Linked DNA regions of Mus musculus: region 1 is linked to region 2. The links are chromatin contacts, called in public HiChIP or PLAC-seq maps. All regions are on one chromosome and are shown on one strand. Each heading gives the region's core, a stretch centred on a gene start, on an enhancer-like site or on the middle of the called end of the contact. The rest is flanking DNA. Distances are from core to core; before and after follow the strand shown. Region 1 holds the start of Dlg5 (discs large MAGUK scaffold protein 5). Region 2 overlaps Dlg5 (discs large MAGUK scaffold protein 5).

Region 1 (6,375 bases), core at 3,166-5,665, 100 kb after region 2:
GAGATGGCTCAGTGGTTAAGAGCACCTGTTGATCTTGCAGAGAACCCAGGTTCAATTCCCTTACAGCTCACAACCATCTGTAACTCAAATTCCAGGGAATCTGATGCCTTCGCTTGACCTCCGCATGCAGGCAAAACACGTATGCACATAAAATACATCTTTAAAAAAAAAATCAGGTGTGATGGCACACACCTTTGATCTCCACACTTGGAAGGCAGAGGCAGGCAGATCTCTATGTGTTCAAGGTCAGCCTGATCTACAGAGTTAGTTCTAGGACAGCCAGGGCTGTTATACAGAGAAGCCCTATAGATGGATGAATGGGTGGATGGATGGATGGATGGATGGACGGATGAATGGGTGGATGGGTGGATGGGTGGGTGGGTGGATGGATGGATGAATGGGTGGGTGGATGGATGGATGGCGGGTACCCTTTCAGCTCCATCTCAAGTGCCACTTTCTCCTCCAATTTTCCCTCCACTTCTTCAGCAGATGATCCTATGATAGTCTCTTTGTGTTAGTGACAGCATCTCGCTCCCTCTCTGCAGGAAATGAAGAAAAGGCACAGGAGGAGGAAAGGGACAGGAAGAGACAAGACAATTCTAAGCACATGGGTGGTGAGATCCAGCAGGAAGCCAGTTTCTGTCTTCCAAGAGAAGCCTGGCACAAAACCATTTAAGAAGCCCTTGACATTTAGATGGTAATTAGTCAGAGCCACACTAGGTCCAAGCGAAAGTGCTGGAGAAAGTCATACAGTACACAGTTTGTAAGAAAGCAAAAAGCCTGTGTCTGTTCTTGTATCTGTCACTCAACAGATCCATCTCCCCTCAAGTGTCCCACTAATCCAAGGCCTTAAGATACATGGACAGCCTCCTGGCTGCCTCACTCCAGCCCATTCCCTGGAGCTGGACATCTCATCCCTCCCTGAAGACATTTCGCCCTACTCCAAGGACTAAGGCAGGAGGCAGGGTACCCTGGGCCCCACACTGTAGACCCTGAGGCCCTACGCAGAAGGAGAATCCAAGGATCTCTGTGAGAGAAATCAGAAAATGCAATTAAAGCATAAGAAAAACACTGAAGCAATAACCAAATTCAACTCTGACACAGTTAAAGACACAAGAGACCCCATCATCCAGTCAAGGGCAGTTTCTACCTCTCTGTCACCAGCTGGGGCAAAGAAATTCACTCCCTTCCCTACAAATCCATGTGTGAGCAAGATAGCAGAGTTCTTTAACACCAATAATCTCTTGAAATGGCAGTGAGAAGGCCTGGTCAGCTTACAGGAGGAACTGCCCAAGACAAGAAATAAGAGAGAGGCTCCTGGTGTCTGTCACCTTCCTGTCCTCTGATCTTCCTAGTGCCTGACACTGGCCCTGGGAACTCAATGTAATGAAGATGTTAAGACACTCCTCTGTGACACTGGGGTGGCCACAGGTGGTGAAGATAAGTTACAATATGCTCAACAACAGCATGTCAGGCCCAGGAGAGGAGCCCCTGCTCCCCCCTAACTCAACCCCATGTTCCTCCAGTCACAGTATTACCAAGACACATGGTCACCCACTGACTCACATCACACGTCACACTAGTCACCAAAGCCTCCGGATGTTGTCTTGCCGTATCAAGTGCTACCCCAATTTCTTCTAACCTATTAAATAAAACAAACTTAACCTCCTTGACAAGTATTTTTCTAAGGATTTCATGAGCCTCTTTGAAGCAATAAAATTCTGAAGTGTGGGGAAATGGATTTTAAAAATCACAGCCCTAGGGATAAATCTCAGCCTTATGGTATCCCATTCCTTAGAGGGCAAGAGACGAACCTTAAAGATCAGACCAGAGGTCCCACCTTCTCTACAGGGCATGAGGGATGTACTTAACACATGGCCATCTGTCCTCTAGTTTGTGGTAGTCTAGATATTAATCCTAGGGCTGATACTAGCACATCCCCGTGAGGACTTCTTGGCTGCCCTCTAACTTCTGTGCTTCCTCAGACGGACTTCTAGAAGCAAATCTTTGACAAACTTCTTTCTTCAAAGATATATAGAAGTAGTTAGAATGAAAAAGGTATCTGACGAGGTCCTTTATTCTCTCAGCTGCATTCGAGAGCCTCTTCTAAGCAACTTCGAGTCATTCAAAAGAGACTACTGGCTTTGCCCAGGAACTCCATTAAACCATACTTGTAGGGACAGCATGAAGGTCTGGGAGACAGAATACGAAAGTCCAAGGGAAGACAGAAGGGCATCCATGAAGTGCTCTGTTGTGGGGCAGCAGTTTAGCCTCTCTGTATATCAGTTCCCTTCAGCTAGAGAAAACAGGGTTGAAAGGACTCATGGAGATGAGGACTGCTACCAGAGACACCTAATAAAACCACTCCCTTTATAAGGATAGCTTTTAACAGTCCCATAAACGGGTCTCCTCAACCTCTGGCCCGCACGTTGCTAAGGGCAGTTTTATTTTTCCAGCTCGCTTCATTCACTGGTCTTTTACATGTGTCTTGATTGATTTTATTATGTATATTGATTCAACTTAAAACAAGGGCAAGACACACTTGCTGTCTCCAGGCTCTGAATATGTTTTTTTTTTAAGCAATAGACAATAATTCAAAACTCTTAGCATTCAATCCGTTAAACATTTTAACCTCTGCAGGCCAGTTTTCTCTCTGGCAAAGCAGGAATACTGGATAGTTCACATGCTGTTAACAGCGATTAAATGTGATAAGGTAGAGTTCCTGCCACAACAGACACCATACATGCCAGCCCTCATCCTTTCTCTGTACTATGCCTTCTTCCTTGTCGAGGAGGCTGGCTTCTCTCTCCACAGCCCAGTCAGGACAAGCCTACCACTAGTCGCAAACTCCAGCAGCACCCCTCCCCCTACACACACTTACAACTCAGTCACTTCCAAGAGCAAGAACACAGGGGTTCCAAAGGGCACCACTCAGAGGTGCTCAGCTCTCCTCCACCGGGAACTCAGAACTCTCCGGGAGGGAACCGAGCCACAGCAACCACTACTAAGATTTTCCCATGGTGCAATGCAACTTCCTCAACTTTTCCGGGCCCACAATTTCCAAAGAAACCGGGGAAGGCGGTGTGCATAATTCACAGCAAATCTGGGCGAGTTAGGAGACTGAGGTCCAGGGGACGAGAAGGAAACGGGCACGGACACAAAGTGAAAAGACACGAGTGACCTAAAGAGGGTTGCAGGGATCAGAACTTAGGGGATCTTCCCCTGGCCTATATTCCCTTCCTGCGGATTGCAACCCAGGGCTCCCGAAGGGCTAGCCGACCGTGAGAAGCTTAGAAAGGGGGCTGACCGACATCCTTCCGAGGTGTCTTCCGACCTCCGCCCCGCCACCAGACCTGGTGGCTTCCGGAGGACTCTGCAGCAGTAGCAACAAGGAGAGGAAAGACAAGGCTTTCGGTGAGGGGGTTATTGTTCCCAGAAAACCGCAGAACAGAGGCAGGAGGTGTGAATGAGGTTCCAGGCATCCGTCCCTCCCCGGGTAGGATAAGAGAGAAGGTGTCACCCGCGCCATACAGGTAGAGCGGTGGCTGCGACCTGAGCCTCGGCCCCCCCAACCCCCTTGGTGAGCTGCAGAGAGAAGGGGTGGCCGGAGGGCAGGAGGGGCCGCGCGGGACTGCCACTCACCCGCGCCCTCTGTAGACTGCGGCGGCCCGACGACGCCGTTCAGGTAGAGAATAGGCAGCAGGTGAGGCTGAGTCTTCTCCAGGGCGGCGCGCAGGTCCTGGAAGTGGTCCTGCTCCTTGGCCAGGAGGAGCTGGAGCAGCAGCTCCGCCTTGGCGCCTCCCGCCTCCTCGTCCAGCTGCCGCCGCTCGCCGGGGCTCAGCGCTCCTGCTGCCTCCAGCAGCCCAAGCACGGCCTCCACCTCGGTCATGGCCTGGGCCAGGCTCTGCTGACACTGGGCGAGCAGCTCCCGGCGCTGCGGCTCCATGGTGGCGGCCCGCGCCGCCCCGCCCCGCCCCGCCGGACGGCGCCGGGGCTTCCCGAGGCCGGCGGGCTGCACGCCGAACTGGGCGGCAGCCTAGCGCGCCGGGAGTCGCGAGGCGGCGGGGCCCATGGGCCGGGGCCTGCGAGCCTCGGGGCCGGGACGATCGGGCAGCTCTCAACGGCCGCCTCCCGGGCTCCGGGGCGCAGCCATGTTGGCTACGGCGGCGGCGGGACTGGAAGAGGAGGAGGAGACGGAGGAGGAGAAGGAGGAGGCGGAGGTGGGGACGGCGGCCGGGGCGCGCCCCGAGGCCTCGCAGCAGCCAGGCATGCCCCCTCCAGCTCCGCCTCCGCGCCCACCGCCCCGCCGCACACTGCGATCGCCGCGGGGGGAATTGTCGCCGGGCGCCCGACGGCTCCGGCCCGGCTCCCCCGAGCTCCCACACCGCCGCCTGCACAGCCGCGGTCCGCCCCTCTGGCCTCTCTCCTCCCCGGCCCGCCTTCGGCCTGGAGGAGGTAGCAGGCAACTGAAACACTGGGCGAAGGGGAAGGGTCCGGACCCCACCGGCCCTTAGTCCACAAGGTACTGAGAGAAACTGCTCCTACCCTGTTCACATACTGCCCCTAGTCCAGAGTCTTCTAAGAATTCTAAAACAAACCAAGGACACAATGCAAAACCCTCCCCCACTTGGTCATTTCCAATTTAAAGACCTCTCCAGAACTTGTCCCCATTCCAAGATTTTCTTAGAAAATCTCCCAATAAAACCCCCTAACCTGCCTCACAGTTAATAGCATCCTGCACACCTGTATCAGAGCTCCAGAGTCAAAGGCAGTGGATGTTTGCAGGACCTGGGTGTGCATAAGGAGTGTTTGCTGTGGGCTCTTGGAGATTTCTGTCAAGAAAAGTGCTCCTTGGTGTCGCCCCAAGATCATAGCAAATCACAGAGTTACCTTGCTTCCCATAATGACTTCAGCTCAAGACCGTCTACCTTCTCCGACAGTTCTCTTCTTCTTCTTCTTCTTCTTCTTCTTCTTCTTCTTCTTCTTCTTCTTCTTCTTCTTCTTCTTCTTCTTCCTCCTCCTCCTCCTCCTCCTCCTCCTCCTCCTCCTTCTTCCTCTCTCTCTCTCTCTCTCTCTCTCTCTCTCTCTCTCTCTCTCTCTCTCTTTCTCTCTCTCTACAATTGCATACCTGGAACGGAATCTGCATCCCAGGGAAGAAGACTGCAAAGTTCTGCGTTCCAACGGCTGGCTTACTTTCTAAGGCCGGCCAAGAACTCTTTCGATGGCACCGTTACCAAAGCAAAGACATCTCAAATGTCCTTCTTTGACAGAAGCCAGAAGCCATGTTTGTTTATAGAAACAAACTCTGAATAGTGATTAGACCAAGAAGACCCTCAGAATGATGGTGGACGATGTCAGAATGATGGTGGAAGAGAACCAATTACATTCCCTCACCTAGTATTTTTCAGGAGAAGGGGGATGAGAAGAGCATCAAACCAGGGGTTCTCAGCTGTAGCTTCATGAGCAAGTTCAGCAGGGTCTGTGTGGCGCTGAAACAATCTCAACACTATTGTGAACGTGTGTTTTCTGGGCTGGGTTTGATAGCTTTATCATTTTTTAAGGCTTCTATAACCCAACATGGATTCCAATATGCTGGAGCAAAACCATTTGAAGATCCCTCTCTGATCAGATAGCCTGGGCTTCTGTGACCAAGAAGATGACCTAATTATATTCTGTTGCTCTGGCAAATACCATGACCAAAAGCAATTTGGGAAAGAAAGTATGTATTTTAACTTAACACTTCCAGGTCACTGTCCCATTGCTGAGAGAAGTCAAGATAGGAATTCTCACTTAGAGCCAAGGGAGTATATAGCAGGATCCACTGAGGATGGGGCATGCTGACACCCTTGCCAGGCTCATGCACCAGCTAGCTTCCTAATATAGCCCATGACCACTTGCCCAGGGAATGGTACTACCCGCAGTAGGCTGAGCTGTCCTGCCCAGTTCTCTCTGAAGACATGCTCATATCACAGATCTGTCCATAGAGCAATGTTATAAAAAGACAATGACTCCCCTGAATCCTTTTTTTTTTTTTCAGATGATTCAGGCTGTGTCAGGTCGACAGCTAATTCTTTCTAGAACACAAGGATTTAGGGGAATGGAGGCTGGCTGTTATCATGGTGCCATAGTTTTGCAGAGTCCCTGGACCCTTCCTCGATCCCCTGCCCCTAAGACACCTTCTCTCTGGCTGGCCATTATTTCATCTGAGAGCAGCCACAGATCCTAACTCATCCCTGAGGGCCCATCTCAGTTCTTGTTTGGATTAGCAGACATCTGGGTGAAGAAGGGAAGTGGGGGGAGGAATGAAAATTGGACACCAATCTTTTTATGATTAGAGAACAAACTGGCAGCTCCATGACCAAAGACAGAAGAGCC
Region 2 (6,346 bases), core at 2,507-5,006:
AGGGGAAAGTGATAAAGCATTGCTGGGCAAAATGGAGAAAATGCATCCCTGAGTACACTAAGCATTCCTAAGAAGTGTTGAAGGGAAGCAGAAAGATGACAAAAATCAGACGGACAGACAGACAGACAGACAGACAGGTGGGCGGGAGGAGTGAATAGCAGCAGGAGAGGTGAAGAGGAACTGTGAACGAACACAGCCAATGCACTAAGTGAGGGGACAACAGGAATGGTATGGAAGCTGGGTGCTGGTGAGTGGAGCTGAGAGGGCTAGAGCTTCAGACTCCTTAGGACCAGCCCACGAGATGTCCTGGGCCATCAGTCAGAGGTAGGTGGGGAAGGCCACTCAAATTCCCAAAAGACTACAAACTGAAAACTGGCAAGGCAATAGAAATACTTGATTATTCCCAAAGTAGAGTGGAAGGACAGACAAGGGAACAGGGAAGAAGCGATCACAGAGAAAAGACAGAGTAGGCCATAGGGACGCTTTACAAGTCCTGATTACACAGTAATGGAAGATTTGTGCTTTGCTCACGTTCATGTCCTTCCAGGGCATGCTCTGATACAATGTGTTAAAACACCACCTGCCACAGAAAGTGAAATCAAAGCACCCTACCCCAGCCCAGCCTGCCCCACCCTGCTCCACCCCCACCCCACTGTGCCCTACCCCAGGAACAGTAAACAATACTACAAAGAAGTTCAAAGTATGAACTCTGGTGGCCAGAAAAGAGTGGGTGGAGACTAAGCAACAGGAAATGGGATTGGAAAAGACAACATCACACATTACAGATTTTCCAAAAGGGACACCACTGGAAATAAGACAGGGAGGTTTTTTTCAGTGACAGAAGGGTCACTGCAGGAAAACAGAACAATCCAGAAGGCATCCGGTGCTAAAAGCAGTTTCAAAATGAGTGGCAAGGCTGGAGAGATGGCTCAGTGGTTACTAGCACAGGTGTCCTTCCAGGTTCTTGGCACCCACATGGTGGCTCAAAACCATCTATAACTCCAGCCCCCGGGGAGATCTCACACCCACTTCTGGTCTCTGCAGGCAATGTCACACACGTGATGCACATATGTACATTCGGGTAAAACACTCACACATATACAAAATAAATATAAGATTTTTTTTTTAATAAGTAGTGCAGAACTTCCATAGAACTGATACGGACACACCCACCAGCCCCTCACTGAGCACATGTGAGATGGTGCCTGTAGAATAAAGAAGTGGGTGCCCAAGAGCATAGCCCAAAAGAAAGAAGAGGGCAGGCAAGTGGGCCCGGTTAAGAACCACAAGAGAAACCTCACAGTAACACAAGGGAAACTTGCTCTGTTCATGTAGGGATCATGTTTCAGGCTCTAGAGGTAAAAGGCAAAGCAGAGCCAACAATATCACCAAAAAAGAAACCTTTTATGTATGCTTAAACATTATATATATATAACATTTATATGCATACAATCCCACACTAAAGCTATAGGTTGTACAGAAATCGAGAGATGACTAGAACTCCCCAGGGGCTGTGTCTATCCAGCTGGCCTGATGATAACAGGGAACAGTCACCGTGCTTAATTATTTTGTTTCTTTTGAGACAGTGTCTCACTATGTAGCCCCAGCTGACCTGGCTATTTTTTATGTAGACCAGGCCATCCTTGAACTCAGAAGTCTACCTGCCTCTGCCTCCCAAGTGCTGAGATTAAAGATATGTGCCACCATGCCTGGCAGGATTTTCATCTGAAAGATGAGAAGGAAGGAAAGAAGGAGGGAGGAAATAAGAAACCCATTCCCATAGTCTACTGCCCAGTGGCCCCACACCCTGTCTGTCCATGATAGTGAACACACCACACCCAGCCATGGGAGCTGTGTTGATGACAGGGACCTACCCCTTGCCTCTCAGGACCAATGGCCTCCTCCTACTTGGGCCATCAGTCAGGAAAGCCTCTAACATTCCTAGTCCACACAGCTCTAGCCTAGCTCAGCATCCTCCTGGGAAGGATCTAGTCAAAATCACTGATGGATACGTGAATGAAGCAAGAAAGGCTGAGCAGTGACCAGCATGAGCCAGAGGAAACATGCATGGCGCAGAAACCACACCCACTGACGCTGACCTCAGAGTTTCCTGTTTCAGCTAGCTGGTTGGCCATGAGCCCCCTCAGTCTTTCTCCGTTCCCAGTGCTGGGATCACAGACACGCCACACCTGGCTTTTATTGTGTGGATCTGAACTGGGTCCTTAAGCCTGCACAGCAAGCACTTTTACGCAATGAGCCATCTCTCCAGTCTCCTAACCCTTGCCACTTTTGCCTTGCCTTTCTCCCTCCTGAAACAGGGCTGGAGGTACAAATAAATATGGTGGCCAAGAAGAGACCTTGAGGATTAAAGCCACTCGCTGCACTGGCAGACTCTCAGGACTGTCCTACCAGCAGCAATATCCACCTACAGATGAGTTTGGGAAAACTGCTACTTAAGGTCCATCATGACAGGAAAGCCCCTGGGCTTGGCACAATATGGGAGACTCCCTTCGTTAGCAGGGCTTCTCCTTCACTGACCTTGTCTGGAAAATTCTAAGTGCCCCCCACCCCCAACACACACATATATGCCTCTGCCTGAGGAATGTCACGTAGCCTCCAATAATCTAACAGGATCAATTTTCTTTCTCCTGATAAAACCTGTTCGGTGAACACCTGAGATTCCCCATGCTAATGAGGTATGTTAGGGACATGAAGCCTCCAGCAAATGACCTTTGCCCATCCTGGATGTTCCTACCCTCAGTCACCCAAAACGTTATAAGCCTTGAATCACCCTGAGAGCTGGTCCCAGGGTGCTCATTCACAGTATGTACTCACAGGGTTTCCAAAGCCCCAGCTTAGCGTCTCTCCCTTTGCCCTTGTGCACCAAACCAGCCAACGGGCACCCACAAATGAGTACCAAAAGGCATGAAAGCTATGTGAAGTCTCATGGTGAAGCTTTGATACCCTACCACCCGCACCCCTGGAGTCCATTGGAATGAACCCAGCACTTGCCTTCAAAGAGAGGAATGGAGTCGTTGGAAAAGGTGTCCAGGGCGAGCAGGTCCTTGCCGTCTTTGGACCCACTGCGTTTATGTTTATGTTTCCTTCGGAAGAAGGAACGGCGCGCAGCTGCTGACAGCGTCTTGGCTGTGTTGTCATCTTTGACCTCAGACATGCTGAGCCTCCGGGAGAACTCTTGGTCCATCCTGCAGCCACAGAGAAATGACAATGCTGGGAGGACCATGGGGAGGAGGAAGCTAGGTTCCCCCAGCCACACTCTCAGCCCTCCCCAACTACCGGCCTTTCCCGTGCCTCGGGGCTCTCAGGCATCACCATGGCAACAAGAAGTTCAGGGTTCAGCTTCAGAGAGCTCAATGCAGCAGCCGGGAGGGGGGCGGGGGGGGCCAGTGACACTGCTAGCTGTGCTTCCTGCCATGGAAGGTACAGACACTACAGTTGGACTGTGTGCGTGTGGCTGTATTTGCATGAAGTGCCTAAAGGGAAACCTACAGATTCTAAGTGCAGATGAATGGCTTAGGGCTGGGGCAGAAGCAGTAGTGTGCTGTGATTTGGATTTGGGTCCACATGCTGCAGGAGACTCGATCCCCAGAGTAGCAGTACTGAGCCGTGAGGTTTCTCTAAGAGACTGTGTAATGGAGGTTGATTAGGTTTTTACCCTCAGAAAGGATCAGTTATGTCCTCCAATAGTACGGTGTTAAAGAAAGAGCTACCCTGGCTTTGTAGTAGTGATTGTTGTAGTGGTTTGAATAAGACTGGACCCCAGAGACTCATAGATTTGAATGCTTGGTCATCAGGGAGTGGTAGGAGGTGTGGCTTTGGGGTTTCAAAAGCCAAAGCTAGTCTCAGAGTCTCTCTCTCTCCTTTATAGAACTCTCAGCTACTTCTCCAGCACCATTGTCTTACCAAACTGTAAGCCAGCCCCAATTCAATGCTTGCTTTTATAAGACTTGATGTGGTCATGGTGTTTCTTCACAGCAATAGAACACTAAGACACTTCCTGTTTTGCTATAGGAGCTCTTCCTTCCTTCTGCTCCCCACCATATTGTGACGTGGCCAACAAGGGCTTCACCAGCTGCTGAGCAGATGAGGCCACCTGACTTCATGCTCTCAGCCTCCAAGGCCAAAACAAACTTCTTTTTCTTGTGAATTTCTCAGCCTCAAATATTTTGTTACAGCAATCAAAAACAGTCACAGGGTAACACAGAATAATAGTTAATTGGGTTTCTTTCAGAGGTGATGAACATGCTTTAAAATTAACTCTGGAGTAACTGGAATTGTGATCTAGTGCTTGCCTCGCATGTTCAAGGTACCACATAAACTGAGTGTAGTGGTACGTGCCTATGGTTTGAACACTCACAAGATGGAGGCAGGAGAATCAGCTCAAGGTCACCTTGTCTACATAGCAAGTCTGAGGTCAACCTGAGGATACATGAGACCCTATCCAAATTCTCTGTGTGTGTGCGCACGCAACACATGCCTGTGTGCGTGCGTGCGTGCATGCGTGCGTGCGTGCGTGACTGCCTGCCTGCCTGCCTGCCTATAAGTAAATAAAATAATGGTGGAGATGATTGCATGTATCTTGCGAACATACAGGCTACTTGGACGGACTCATCTGCTATAAGAATTATAGCTTCATAGCTGTTTGGAAGAAGAGATTATGCATCCCGATTCGCCGTGGCGCCTCTGTAAACTGCCTACTGCGAGGAGCAGCTTTCTGGGCCACATGTGCTGCAGCTGCAGCTCCCAAGGAATCAGTTCCCCAGCAGCTCAGGCGAGTGTCACCCTGTGAGGCAGGTCCCACTCCACACTGTGGTCCCTGCCTAGAGATGGAGAAGACTTACACGTATTTGCTGGGAATCTGCCCACGCTGGATCTTCTGGGCATTCTCATCCAGCTGCCAGGCCATCCAGGACCCAAACACGCCCTGGGGCAACGTATCATCCACGTACAGGATGTCATCTTTCTTAAAACTCAGTTCAGGCTCCACCTCTGCCAGACGGTCATATAGGGCCCTGGACCATTGAACAGAGGACACGGGTTGAAGACGCCATACCACACTCTTGCCTTTTGAGGCAGCTGTCTGTGTTGTCTCCAGATATCAGGAAGAAAGGCTTTGGGGGCATCCCGAAGGGGCCCCTCACATACATTACAGAGCAGGATAGAATTATCCTCTTTCCTTTCCTGATGCTAAGAGCTCATCCCCACTGGGGAAAGACTTCCTCTATGATGTCTTTTCAAACAGACATTTTCTATCTGCCTGTTTCTGAAGTTGAAGCCCACTGCTTCCTGCAAACTGTCACCTCCCTAGGATGGAAAACATGTCACTTCCCACCTGCAGAGTGAGAAGAGTATCACTCATGCAAGTTTTTATGGACTCCATGGTCTCAGGCTGTGGGGGACATGACAGGAGTCTGATACCATCCCACATCATGACACCCATATGACTTACAGGCACCATGGGCACCTGGGATCTATGACTGCAGAGGGATCTGAGAGACTCAGGGGAGAGTGCAGGAGGAACACAACCCACAAGGTAAGAGGCTTTAGGTCTCAAAATTCCTGTATTCTTAATCCCTCCCCACCAAAAAGAAGGAGGAGGAGGAGGAAGAAGAGAAGGAGGAGGAGGAAGCATCTCATATAGGTAAAAGCAATGCTAATGATGGCCTGAGCCAGGGCCTTGGGGACAAGTGATCTAGGGCATCCAGTCACCCTATGAACTTTCCACAGAGAGCCCCTCCCTTGGCCCTAACCCATGCTGGCACCTGATGTAGAAGCTGTCTCCGGGCAGGCCCTTGACCCTGGTGAACTCCTCATGGCGGTACTGCACCTTCAGGCGAAGGCTATCCTTAGGCTTCAGCATCTCCACATAGACGTCCTCCACTGTCCTGCTGCGCATATCCAGGCTGCCATACTGACCAGGGACAGGGTACCAGGGTCAGACAGACAGTGGCAGGGATCGCTTGGGTTCTCAGAAGGTTGCAGAACGGTGCCTGGTCTGAGACTCTGCCTGCCTCCCTGCCACAGGCCTCCCCAGTGCCCCTGCCCTATATGACTTCATGGCTACTAGAGCCAATGGAACCACCTAGCAGTGATGACCTCTACTTCCTGCTTAAGAAACTGTATCTGTGGCACTGTGCTGGACATTTTTATGTAAAGATGACATAAGCTGGAGTCATCTGAAGGGAGGGAGCGCCAACTGGGTAAATACCTCCATAAGATTGGGATGTAGGCAAACCTATAGAGCATTTTCTTACTCAGTGATTGATGTGAAAAGGTACAGCCCACTGTGCACTGTGGGTGAGGCCACCCCTGGGCTGCTGGACTT

Evidence for each region. HiChIP or PLAC-seq counts read pairs in DNA pulled down with a chosen protein or histone mark.
Region 1: an H3K27ac HiChIP or PLAC-seq map of embryonic stem cells shows a contact between it and region 2, with 9 read pairs. The contact joins the promoter of Dlg5 here to the enhancer-like site in region 2. A contact is called at or near these places in 2 of 484 Hi-C or Micro-C datasets (both in embryonic stem cells), 12 of 115 datasets of contacts at active chromatin or transcription factors (embryonic stem cells, epiblast stem cells, forebrain and 1 more) and 4 of 9 other capture datasets (adipose tissue, embryonic stem cells, liver and 1 more).

The regions. Positions count from the first base shown.
Region 1 is chr14:24,241,505-24,247,879 of GRCm38.p6, forward strand. Dlg5 (discs large MAGUK scaffold protein 5) reads right to left here and starts at 4,416. Exons shown (of 32, transcript NM_001163513.1): 1 at 3,643-4,416. The coding sequence starts at 3,946.
Region 2 is chr14:24,141,290-24,147,635 of GRCm38.p6, forward strand. Dlg5 (discs large MAGUK scaffold protein 5) reads right to left here. Exons shown (of 32, transcript NM_001163513.1): 25 at 5,784-5,932; 26 at 4,863-5,033; 27 at 3,013-3,206. Among named protein-coding and RNA genes, the nearest start is that of Gm52142, 24 kb to the left of the region's middle. Within about 2 kb of position 3,757, at least 18 of the 459 cell types and tissues checked have an H3K27ac peak or open chromatin away from gene starts, as enhancers often do. A contact at or near this core is called in embryonic stem cells, where this site is marked.